3 separate regions of the Mus musculus genome follow, and regions 1 and 2 are each linked to region 3. A link is a contact called in public promoter capture Hi-C data. All regions are on one chromosome and are shown on one strand. Each heading gives the region's core, a stretch centred on a gene start, on an enhancer-like site or on the middle of the called end of the contact. The rest is flanking DNA. Distances are from core to core; before and after follow the strand shown.

Region 1 (3,556 bases), core at 886-3,385, 560 kb before region 3:
AGGACTCTGCCACTGAGCTCCAAAGCAAAGGGTTTTAATTCTGATGGGTATTCTACCATGTTCAAATTAATGTAACTTAATAAGAAGGGAGGGAGAGAGGAAGAGAGGGAGGGAAGGGAGGGGAGGGGAGGGGGGGGAGGGGAGGGGAGGGGAGGGGAGGGAAGGGAAGGGAAGGGAAGGGAAGGGAAGGGAAGGGAAGGGAAGGGAAGGGAAGGGAAGGGAAGGGAAGGGAAGGGAAGGGAAGAGGGGATGGAGGGAAGGGATGGACAGGGGAGGGACAAGGGGAGGGAGGGAAGGAAGGATGTACAGACAGAAGGAAGGAGGGAAGGAAGGAAGGAAGGAAGGAAGGAAGGAAGGAAGGAAGGAAGGAAGGAAGTCTTGGTTCAGACTAAGCTCTATCAGGTTTATAAACAGGTACATTGTTTTTAGTTCTGTCTGGTACCTGTCGGTTTACAAACATGGGGAGACATTGAAAGTATTTTGGGAGCACTGGTTGGATTATATACAAACTGAGAAGTCACATATATCTTCTTTCTGAATGTAGCCTATCAGAATCAGACACACACACACACATTAAAACTGCGACCACGTTGACTGCTGAATGAATACTGCGCAAGTAAAATTTAACGCAACACTTCTTGTTTCCCGTTGCATTTTAAAATATTAACTTGGATTTATTATGCCATTGCATTCACATGGCGATGGTGCTGCTCGGAGAATTTAGGAAATAAGAAGTGAAATGGTAGATGCCACGTCCCATTTATTTGAAATTATTTCCTAGGATTAAACCTTTCGGGACTAGGAGCCTGATATTTTGGGGAGATGGTTGTTTATTTGGTACCACATTTGCAGAAGAAGTGCATTAAAAAAAGAAAGAAAGGTTGAATGATAGCATCAATTTAAAAGCCCAAGGTATCCAGCTGCGAGCAGAGCCTGGATCAGAAAAGGCTGTAATTGTGAGCATATTTCACATTGCACAAACTGGTCAATTCCTTTATCTTTAAGAGTGGCTGCAGCAAATGTCAACGCTCCAGTTTTATGTCTTTGCCACCACCAGCTCTTTCCTCTCACAGTGTGACTCACATCCATAGTCACTCCCTGGGTGATGAGAAAGCCTTTGTAGGACATCAATTCCCAGGACTCAATTTTCTCTATCAGATTGTTGCAAATAAATCTTATTTTATATCTCAGCTCATAACCTGCGGTGGAAATGCTTCACTGTGCCTCCGTGTTCTATTGCTGTGTTTAATGCCACGGCTGGGGACTTGATCATCAACTCTCCAAGAGACACCAGAGATGGGGAATGCGCCTGCCCTTCCCCCACCCTGGACCCCCTCCCCCCAGCATCGACCACACATAAAGGTAGTAAATCACCATCATGATTGTCTAGACATAGCCAATCAGCTGGCTTAATGACATAGGAAGTAGGTTGCTGGGGAGGAGAAATGGCTTTTTAACAAGACAATTCGCATCAAACAGCAATTTATCCTTCACAGAACATTTAATTTTTCTAGAAAGTTATCAGAAGCAAAAGTGTCATTCGGAAGCTGCTTGGCACCGCTTGTGCTTTCTGAGTCACTTCACCAGCTCGAGTGAAGCACACAGGTACATTCCTAAAGTAATCTTCAGAATATTAGCTGTCATCAACCGCCTTGGTGGTGGTTTTGGTAGTTGGGGGGGGGGGGGGCAGGTTGACACATTTTCTTGGAAATGACAGAAGTTCCAAAATACTGCTTCCTGCCTGACTCAAGTCTGGGACCTACTCCCCCCTCTCCCTCTGATAAGGAGCTGAAAGGACATGACTCTACCTACCTCCAGGTCTCACTCAGTCCTCTCAAATGCATGGCATCTGAGCATCCCCAACTCTGCTTGGGACTGCATTTACGTTCAGCTACCAAGGTGAAAGCTTCCCAGGGGCTTGTCCCTACTGTGGTTTCTGTAAGTGGTTCCTGCAGATATCTCTGGGGACCCGGAAGGGGTATTTTCCCCTATAAAAGGACACAAGGGACGCTGCAAGCCAGGTTCACAGCACCCAGGTCTAATCCTTGGTTTGTAGGAGCTCTGTAGGAGCTGACTATAGATCATAACTGAACAGAAAACAAAACCGAAACCACAGACGTATCTCTTAGTTCTTAAATGAAACTGCACTGCCTTTAGCAAGCTCTCTTTCGATTTGAACTATGCACAACCTAAACCCTCTGTCACAGAGATGTTGAGTCTCTCTTATGCTGAGGGATTTTTGGTATTTCCTCACTTTCTCTTCCTTCATCCTAGCTTACTCGTGTGCCGCTGGAGATCAAACCTTGTTCGTGTTTAACTAGTGCTATACCACAGAGCTACATCCCCAGTGCTTGGCTATTTTGAAAAAGCAGTTTGTTGTGTGTCTTAGGGTTTTGCTGCTGTGAACAGACACCATGACCAAGGCAACTCTTATAAGGACAACATTTGATTGGGGCTAGCTTACAGGTTCAGTCCAATATCATCAAGGCAGGAACATGGCCGCATCCAGGCAGGCGTGATGCAGGAGGACTTAAGGGTTCTACATCTTCATCTGAAGGCTGCTAGCAGAATACTGGCTTCCAGGCAGCTAGGATAAGGGTTTCAAAGCCCATGCCCACAGTGACACACCTACTCCAACAGAGCCACTCCTTCTAGTGCCACTCCCTGGGCCGAGCATATATAAACCATCACACTTTGTAACTCAGGCTGGTCTCAGCTCACGATCCTTCGGCCTCTGTTCCTGGAGTCCAGCAATTGCAGATGTTGCACTACCGTGTCCTGCTTAGCTTAGCAATTCCTGCTGACCCTTCATTCTCCACATACCCACTATGCCTCTGTGTGTTCCAGCTTCACAGATCTTTAAACCACTCTCGATTTAAACAGAACCCTAAAACCGGTACTTCACATGTATCTTTTGAATCAGAATTTTGTAGCTAAAGCCAGAAGTTCTGCTCAGCGTTCGAAAAGGTTCACAAGGATTAATTGCTCAGACTGGGGCTATAGTTTACTGCTCAAATGCCTGCATGACACATGAAAGGACCTGGGTTCCGCCCCCAGCTCTACAAAAATAAGTATATGAAGGACCAGGGGATCTGCTGATTGCACTATAAATAAACGTGCTCCCTGAAACGTCGGTTTCTTTTCTCTTTTTAAAAAGAGTTTGTATTTAGAAGCATGTGGTTGTAAACCAGCCAGTGGTGGTGGTGGGGAAGGGGTAGCCTCTACTGCTTCATTGGTGGTGGTGGTGGTGAAGGGGTAGCCTCTACTGCTTCTTTGGTGGTGGTGGTGGTGGTGGTGGTGGTAGTGGTGAGTGGGTAACCTTTACTGCTTCATTCATCTTGTATCCTATATGAGGCAGTCCCCACTTTGGCCTCAGAAGACCTTCGTCTAGCCAACATGGGAATCTCAGCTCCTCCTCAGGGCTAGGAAAGGAGGAACCACTTCCTCCAAAGTGGTTCTCTCTTCTAGAAGAATTTTCACAATGGCTGAAAAAAAAATTACACAGTACCACAAACTTCATTCCAAACTGTTACTAAAAATCTTTTACCTCAGAGAA
Region 2 (3,385 bases), core at 857-3,356, 630 kb before region 3:
ATCTAAAGGACCTTGCGGTGGGGGGCTTAAAGAATTCTTACTGAGGGCTGGCAGAGCAGGATTGGGAAACTGTCAATCACAGCTGGGAATGCCAGTCATCAGGAGACCAGTATTCATTCAGGAAATCCATTGTTGAGCATGCTGGTTATTACCGAGCCATCAAACACATGACAGCGACTGACAGGAGGTTGTAAATGTTCCTGCTGCACCAAAATAAGAAGAGAGAGAGAGAGAGAGAGAGAGAGAGAGAGAGAGAGAGAGAGAGAGAACAGATAAGCACCCGAGAGCATGGACGTGCCGCATGGCTCATTGTCATCATTCCACGATGTGTGTTGTGCATGGTCTAGGGCATCACGGATGCAAAATATACAAACTAAAGTTTTGGCTTGCCCATCTTCTAAATGAACACTTTAAGTGTTAAGTTAATTCACAGATATAATGTATAGGATGGCATATCCAGTCAACAAAGAAGATGATGCTATCCCGAGGTTGTTATTAACTGCAGTTTTAAAAACAGAATTATAGGCCAGGTGTGGTGCACAAACCCTTACTCCCAGCCCTCAGATGGCAGGGACCCAGGCCAGCCTGATTACACACAGGGAAACATAAGCCAGTTAGCATTACACAGACGGGCCCTGTTTCAGAAAAACAAGGAAAGGAAAGAAACTAAGGAAAATGTGTAATTTTTTTAATGTACACTGCATCCCATAGGAGTACAATTAGAGCAAGTCTGATCTTAAAACAAAAGCAGGTAGCAAGAGTGGGTGTGGCCGATATGCTGATATGTAGCGCTCTGATAACTATCTATTGCTCTAAGCAGCAACATAGACATCCTTTCACCTCTGCCATTAAAAGGATATTGAGAGTTAAAATAATCACTAGTTGAATTCACTATAACGATATGACCTGGATAGAGAAAATATGGAAGTCAGCAGGAATGGTGGCACAAGTCCGTAATCCTGGCACTGCGTTAGGCAGAAATGGGAGGATCACAAGGTCAACAGCATTCTTGGCTACGTAATAATTCGACACCAGCCTAGGCCACAAGAAGGAAGGAAAGAAAGGACACAGGTGTCCAGCCATATGAACAGACATGCCACACTGCTACCTACTTCGAAGGAAAATTTCCGTGTATTTAAGATTTGAAAGAGGAAAAAGTCATAATAAGTCAAACACCGAATGGAGCCCCTCCCGCCACAGCCCCTGCAGTACATTCACAGGCTCTATCCTTCACTCAGCTGTAAGCCTGCTCGGTGGGAACGCTTCATGATAGATAACAAGTGTGCTCTTCTCTCTGCGTCTGCACATGGATCAAGAGGACCAACTGCTCAGACTGTGGCCGACCTGTGGTGACCTTTAGTTCCTGATACCATATTGTGCTATGCTCTGCTCTCTGACTCACTGGGAGAGCTGCAGTGACAATGACGAGAACAGGGCATGCTCACTCTGCTTGAGTAACGTCGCCCCCTGGAACTGCTCCTCTGCAAACTTCCTGTTTTGAAAGGACCCGGTCAACACCTTCCTGCCCTAGGGCCACAAATCCTGCTTGTCCATTATCAAACCCAGAAAAATGGGAACAAACTATAAGCTCCCCAGGACCTGGAGCCCAGTCATAACTATCTATCTACTCTGATATTTCTGTACCACTTCTAGTGTCTTCCCACGGGGAGAGGGTACATGAGGAGAAACCACTTCCTAACTACTGCTCTTTCGAAACCCCACCCCTTTAACCCATGACGTAATTGCGCTTTTTCCCCTTACATTCTCCAGATGTGACTACATGTGTCCGAGACACCTTGTTGGTAGCAGGAATGAGTACTTACCATGGGGCAGGAGGAACTGTACGGGTTCTCTGGCTGATTTAGACAAGGCTAGTGTTTCAAAGGAACCGTTTCATAATCCAATAGTTTTATGATTGTTTTATGATCCAATAGTCTTTGGGTAGCAGAATACATCATTTCCCACTAGTAGAGTAGGAGGAAGGAGGAATATCAACTCTTCCTCACTTCTCTTCTATCCTAAAGTCAAGGGCAGCCCTATACAAAGCCAGCAGATGGCCACTGCCCCTCCCTTTAACAATGCAAGGGGGACTAGCCATTGAATGCTTTGGCCTGCTCTCTGTTCAACACAACTGCCAAGCTCTTAAGGTTTTCAGGATGTCTCCATTGTGATGCTAATTTGTCTGACTTTCTGGGCAATTTCAAATTGCTCTGGTTATTCACTTTCAAAGATTATAAAATAATAATAGGTCTGTGTCACATGCATCTCCATGGTGATGGCCAGTCCTTGGTGGGAAGCTTTCCAGCTGAGTGTTACTGTTATAAAGGCTGCACCTCCCGTGTTTCCAAAGAGCTCAGAGCTCGGTGCCATCATCACCTGGGAATGTTTATAGTCTTAGGTGAGGTAAGAAGATGACAGAAATATGTTTTAATCCCCGTTTTACTTACCTCCGAATTGTTCTAGAAAAGATGTTTAGAAGTGTATCTCTCAGTGCTCATGGGAACCACGGGAAGGTTTTAAACAAGAGAGTAACATGGAAAAGCCATTGTTTGTGCTACCGGAGGACGAACTGACTCTGGATCCGTAACTCTTGGTGATTTGATGGTTTTACTACTGGAGAAGTTCATGTGTGTCTCCTTTCTGGTGTAGGTCAGTGGGTTACCAACCCCAGATCTCAGCTGGCAACTAGATGGAAAGCCCATACGCCCCGACAGTGCTCACAAGATGCTGGTCCGTGAGAATGGGGTCCACTCCCTCATTATAGAGCCAGTCACGTCCCGGGACGCCGGCATCTACACATGTATTGCCACCAACAGAGCAGGACAGAACTCGTTTAACCTGGAGCTTGTGGTTGCTGGTAGGTGGCCTGTGATTTCTTTCTCACTGCTGAAACAAGTTAGTGGGCAAAGAAATGAATTCTGTGGTCAAGTAATGACTTTATGAGTTCCAAATTTTAAATCTTCAAAAAAAAAAAGGCATTTCAGGTGGCAGCCAGGGAATCCTGGTGCTGAAATACTCGGCACCACTAGGTGGCAGCAGTAGGTAAGGCCTGTGCGAGCCTGTTGACTTAATTAGAGCAATGCTCTCGCAGCTGCTAGCAATGACTCCGAATCTCTGAGGCCTGTCAGGCAGGCATTCTGAGGAGCAGATGGCCGGGCACTATGTGGGCCTATCAGTCTTGAATTAATTGAGGAAATAACGTGAGTGGAATGAAGCGTACAGACCTTTGCTTGAGGGGAGGGCTAACCTCTTACCACCCGACGTGAAAACAGTACTTCATCTTTCTAAAGCTCCCGAGTTCCTCGCAGTGACCCTTTGGCATGCCACTAACAGATCATTCCTCTCGTGTTCCCTTAGCTAAGGAAGCACACAAGGCCCCTGTGTT
Region 3 (3,609 bases), core at 818-3,317:
CAGGCGAAACTCGGCACATTCTACCCGCAGCAGGACCAGCGGCACCTAGTGCTGCAGAGGCTAAGGGATACAGCTCAACGCCGCCCAGTGCGCGGGAGAGCTGCCCTCAGCAAGCCAGTGCCGCTAGAGTCGGCATTTCTCACCCAGGTGTTGATAACTACATGTTCTCAGGGGTCCAACCATATGTATTGGTAACTGTCATTCCAAGCCTACACACTGTATGTACAAGTCAGGCATCGGGTAAGAATTGTTTTTGACAGCACTGTCCTTAGGAGGTTGAAATGCCAGCCAACAGGAAAATAGATAGTTACAGGGCTTTCAAACACTGGGGAACAGTAACTAAATGAAAGAAAGAGAAGTACAGTTAGACAACATGGCTCAATCTTTGTATGATGTTCAATTAAGAAAACCCCCCAAGATTAGATAGATGTGTGGTGGTTTTAAACAGAATAGCACTTATAAATTTGAGTACACCAAGGAATGGCAGTACTGGGAAGGACTAGGAACTGTGGCCTTGGTGGAGGAAGTGTGTCACTAGGGGATAGATAAGACTTTGAGGTTTCAAAAAGCCCATTCCACGCCCAGAGTCTCTCCCTTCCTGCTGCCTTCCAGTCTAGATGTAGAACTCTCTGCTTCTCCTGCAGCATACCTGCCTGCCTGCTACCACGCTTCCAGCCGTGGTGATAGTGGACCGAACCTCTAAAACTGTAATCAAGCCCCAGCTAGGCACTTTTTTTTTTTTTTAATGGTCATGGTGTCTCTTCACAGCAGTAGAATACTGACTAAGACAAGATGTACCATAAAAGCTTTTTAAGGAAACAACAAACTCTACAAGAAGGCAAGGGTAACTCCAACTTCAGGGTGATAGCCACAGTGACTAGAAGCGGCAGGAAATGCTTAGGCAAAAAGGAAAAGGCACCCAAATGGGTAGATGCAGAACTGTGGGAGTGGTTTTACATACAACGTATTTGGTCACATTGTCCCCTTCCCTAACTCCACATGACTTCAGGGACTGAATTCAAGTCATCAGTACTATTACTCTCTACGTCATCAAGCTGGACTTTGTTTAAGACAGGTCTATTGTAACCCAGGCTGGTCTTGAACTTGTAATGTAACTGAGGAGGACACTGAACTTTTGGTCTTATTGCTTCTGCCTGACAAGGCTGTTCTCTTTAAACCACATTTTTAACTTGGTGTTGTGAGAAAACACAACACAACGAGAATAATACCTATGTTCGCCATCCACTGGCCGTTAAGCCTTAGCAATCGCCTCACCCTACCCAGTTTAAAACATAGCTGGTGTCACTTTTGTTAAACGTTCGTTTCCCTGCTTAACTTCTCCCATTAGCTACTGTATGCTTAAGGAACCCATGAAATCATGTAAGAGTCCAGACTGGCCAATCTATCACTCATCTGAGAACCCGTATCCCTTACACTTCCAGGTCAGGCTACCAAAGTAGCCGGGCAGTGGTGGTTCGTGTCCTGGAGGCAGAGGCAAGAGGGTCTCTGTGATTTGGAGGCTACATATTGAGTTCTGATCTACATATCAAGTTCCAGGACAGCCGGGGCTACAACATAGAGACTGTCTTAAACAAAAGTCTTTAATAACTCCAGGGCTTGTTAATTCCAGCATTTTCTTTTACACACCTGCGTTAACCCCAAGCAAAAAAAAAAACGAAAGGTGAAATGTTTGTTCGCGTGTGCCTCGCCGCCCTGGCAGCTCCTCCAGTTTCCATCAGCTGGTTAGTAAGTGAATGAGTGAGTGAGTGAGTGAGTGAGTGAGTGAGTGAGTGAATGAATGAATGAATGAATGGTCCGTCCGCTGGCTGCAGAGCTTCGTGGGAACTGGGCTGGCGCTGGAAAGGAACGACTTCCCCGGGCCATTGCCCCGCAGGGCGGCCCTCGGCTCCTCCACGGCCCATAGCGTCCCCATACCCAGCGCATCCCGCCTCGCCTACCTGCGGTCCCGCCCCGGCCGTCCGGCGCTTCCCGCCACCGCCAACCATCCCGCAGCCGCAGCGAGCGAGCCAAGGCCCGCGCTCCTGCCGCTTCCGAGCGCCCGCTAGTGCTTCCGGGTTCAAAAGCCGCCAATCCGAGCTGCCGCTTAGCCACTCAGAGGCGCCAATTTAGAGACCAGGCTCCGCCCCCTGAGACGGAGGAGGACGCAAGGCCCGGTCCGCAGACCTGGGGTGGCCCCGCCCCCCCGAACGCAAGCACCGCCCCCTGAGCTACATCCGGGGCCCCGCCCATTGCCTAGCGCCAGCGTGCGCTAGAACCTAGACTATATGACTATTGAATTTGGGTTCTTAAGGAGCGATAAACTTCGTCCTCATATGCTCAAGAGAGATAGCTTTAAGATGCTGCCTCACTTCAGCCTTTTCGTTTTCTTTGTTTCTACTCATTTAAAGAATTAATTTTTTGCACTCCATCCCTTTCTCTCTTTTTTTTTTTTTTTTTTTTTTTTTTCCGAGACAGGGTTTCTCTGTGTAGTCCTGGCTGTCCTGACTCAGAAATCCGCCTGCCTCTGCCTCCCGAGTGCTGGGATTAAAGGCGTGCACCACCACCGCCCGGCTTCCCTTTCCCTTCCTATTGCACTATTGTCTAACACTAAGTAAACCTATCTTTTCTCTTTTCTTTACCTCCCTCCATTTCCTTCCCTTTATCTTCACATCCTCTCTCTCTCTCTTTCTCTCTCTCTCTCTCTCTCTCTCTCTCTCTCTCTCTCTCTTCTCATTTCTCTGTTCTTCATTCCTAATACAATTCGTTTTTTGTTTTTGTTTTTACAAATCTTGGCTATGCTTAGTGTAAGCCCTGTACCACGAGCAGCTGCAGCACCCCGAGCCAGTTTAAAAAGGCACACTGTCAGGCTCTACCCAGAGCTTAAAAATCAGAATCTGACTCTCAGGAAGAACACAGTTTGGAAGACACACTCCTCCACCACCTTCCCCTTCTCTTCCTTATTCACAATTTGTATACTCTCATTTTGTGGAACATATCCTTGGTTTTAAACTTATTTTATTTTTAGTTATATGAGTGTAGATTTGTAGATTTGTGTGTGTGTGTGTGTGTGTGTGTGTGTGTGTGTGTGTGTGAGCGCGTGTCCCACAGATGGCAAAAAAAAGGCATCGGATTCTCTGGAGATAGAGTTATAAGTGGCAGTGAGCCACTCGACGTGGGTGTCCTGCAAGGGCAGTGTATTACTCTTCACCACTGAGCCTTCTCCTCCGGTTTTGAGGAGCACTTCAAACCAGGGGCACAGCTGCTCCCTTGCTGTAACTGGGGCGGGAGTGAAAGAGAAAATAAAAGACCTAAAGGTCGCACTCCCTCCATCCTCCTCCTACCCCACTCATGTACTCATCTGGTACATGTTTCACACCAGCTGAAAGAATTTCAGCACACCTAACAATACTTGAAAAGACTGTGATAATATAGGCTAAAGTCTTTAGAGAGCTGTTTGAAACAAGAGTGTGGAAAACAGCCAATAACCCATACTTGGGATTAGAATGTTTGTTTCCATATGACCTTTCATACTAACCTTTATCTCATTCACAATCCTAACCAGTGCACCTCTTAAACTACTTTATAATCTCATTTACAAAACGAGATTCT

The links. Promoter capture Hi-C pulls out the DNA fragments that hold promoters and counts their contacts.
Region 1: a promoter capture Hi-C map of pre-B cells shows a contact between it and region 3. The contact joins the enhancer-like site here to the promoter of Hpf1 in region 3. A contact is called at or near these places in 1 of 39 promoter capture datasets (pre-B cells) and 2 of 115 datasets of contacts at active chromatin or transcription factors (effector CD8 T cells and memory CD8 T cells).
Region 2: a contact with region 3 is called in a promoter capture Hi-C map of pre-B cells. The contact joins the enhancer-like site here to the promoter of Hpf1 in region 3. A contact is called at or near these places in 16 of 39 promoter capture datasets (the 3T3-L1 cell line, 3T3-L1-derived adipocytes, the C10 cell line and 11 more), 2 of 484 Hi-C or Micro-C datasets (the HPC-7 cell line and embryonic stem cells) and 1 of 9 other capture datasets (embryonic stem cells).

Annotation. Positions count from the first base shown.
Region 1 is chr8:61,449,675-61,453,230 of GRCm38.p6, reverse strand. It overlaps a transcript of Sh3rf1 not described here. Among named protein-coding and RNA genes, the nearest start is that of 5730405A17Rik, 23 kb to the right of the region's middle. Within about 2 kb of position 2,135, at least 109 of the 459 cell types and tissues checked have an H3K27ac peak or open chromatin away from gene starts, as enhancers often do. A contact at or near this core is called in effector CD8 T cells, memory CD8 T cells and pre-B cells, where this site is marked.
Region 2 is chr8:61,516,007-61,519,391 of GRCm38.p6, reverse strand. Palld (palladin, cytoskeletal associated protein) reads left to right here. Exons shown (of 22, transcript NM_001293772.2): 19 at 2,650-2,857; 20 at 3,358-3,385. Among named protein-coding and RNA genes, the nearest start is that of Cbr4, 30 kb to the right of the region's middle. Within about 2 kb of position 2,106, at least 124 of the 459 cell types and tissues checked have an H3K27ac peak or open chromatin away from gene starts, as enhancers often do. A contact at or near this core is called in the HPC-7 cell line, embryonic stem cells, hematopoietic stem and progenitor cells and 1 more, where this site is marked.
Region 3 is chr8:60,888,886-60,892,494 of GRCm38.p6, reverse strand. It overlaps Hpf1 (histone PARylation factor 1), which reads right to left and starts at 2,067. Exons shown (of 8, transcript NM_028299.3): 1 at 1,959-2,067. The coding sequence starts at 2,006.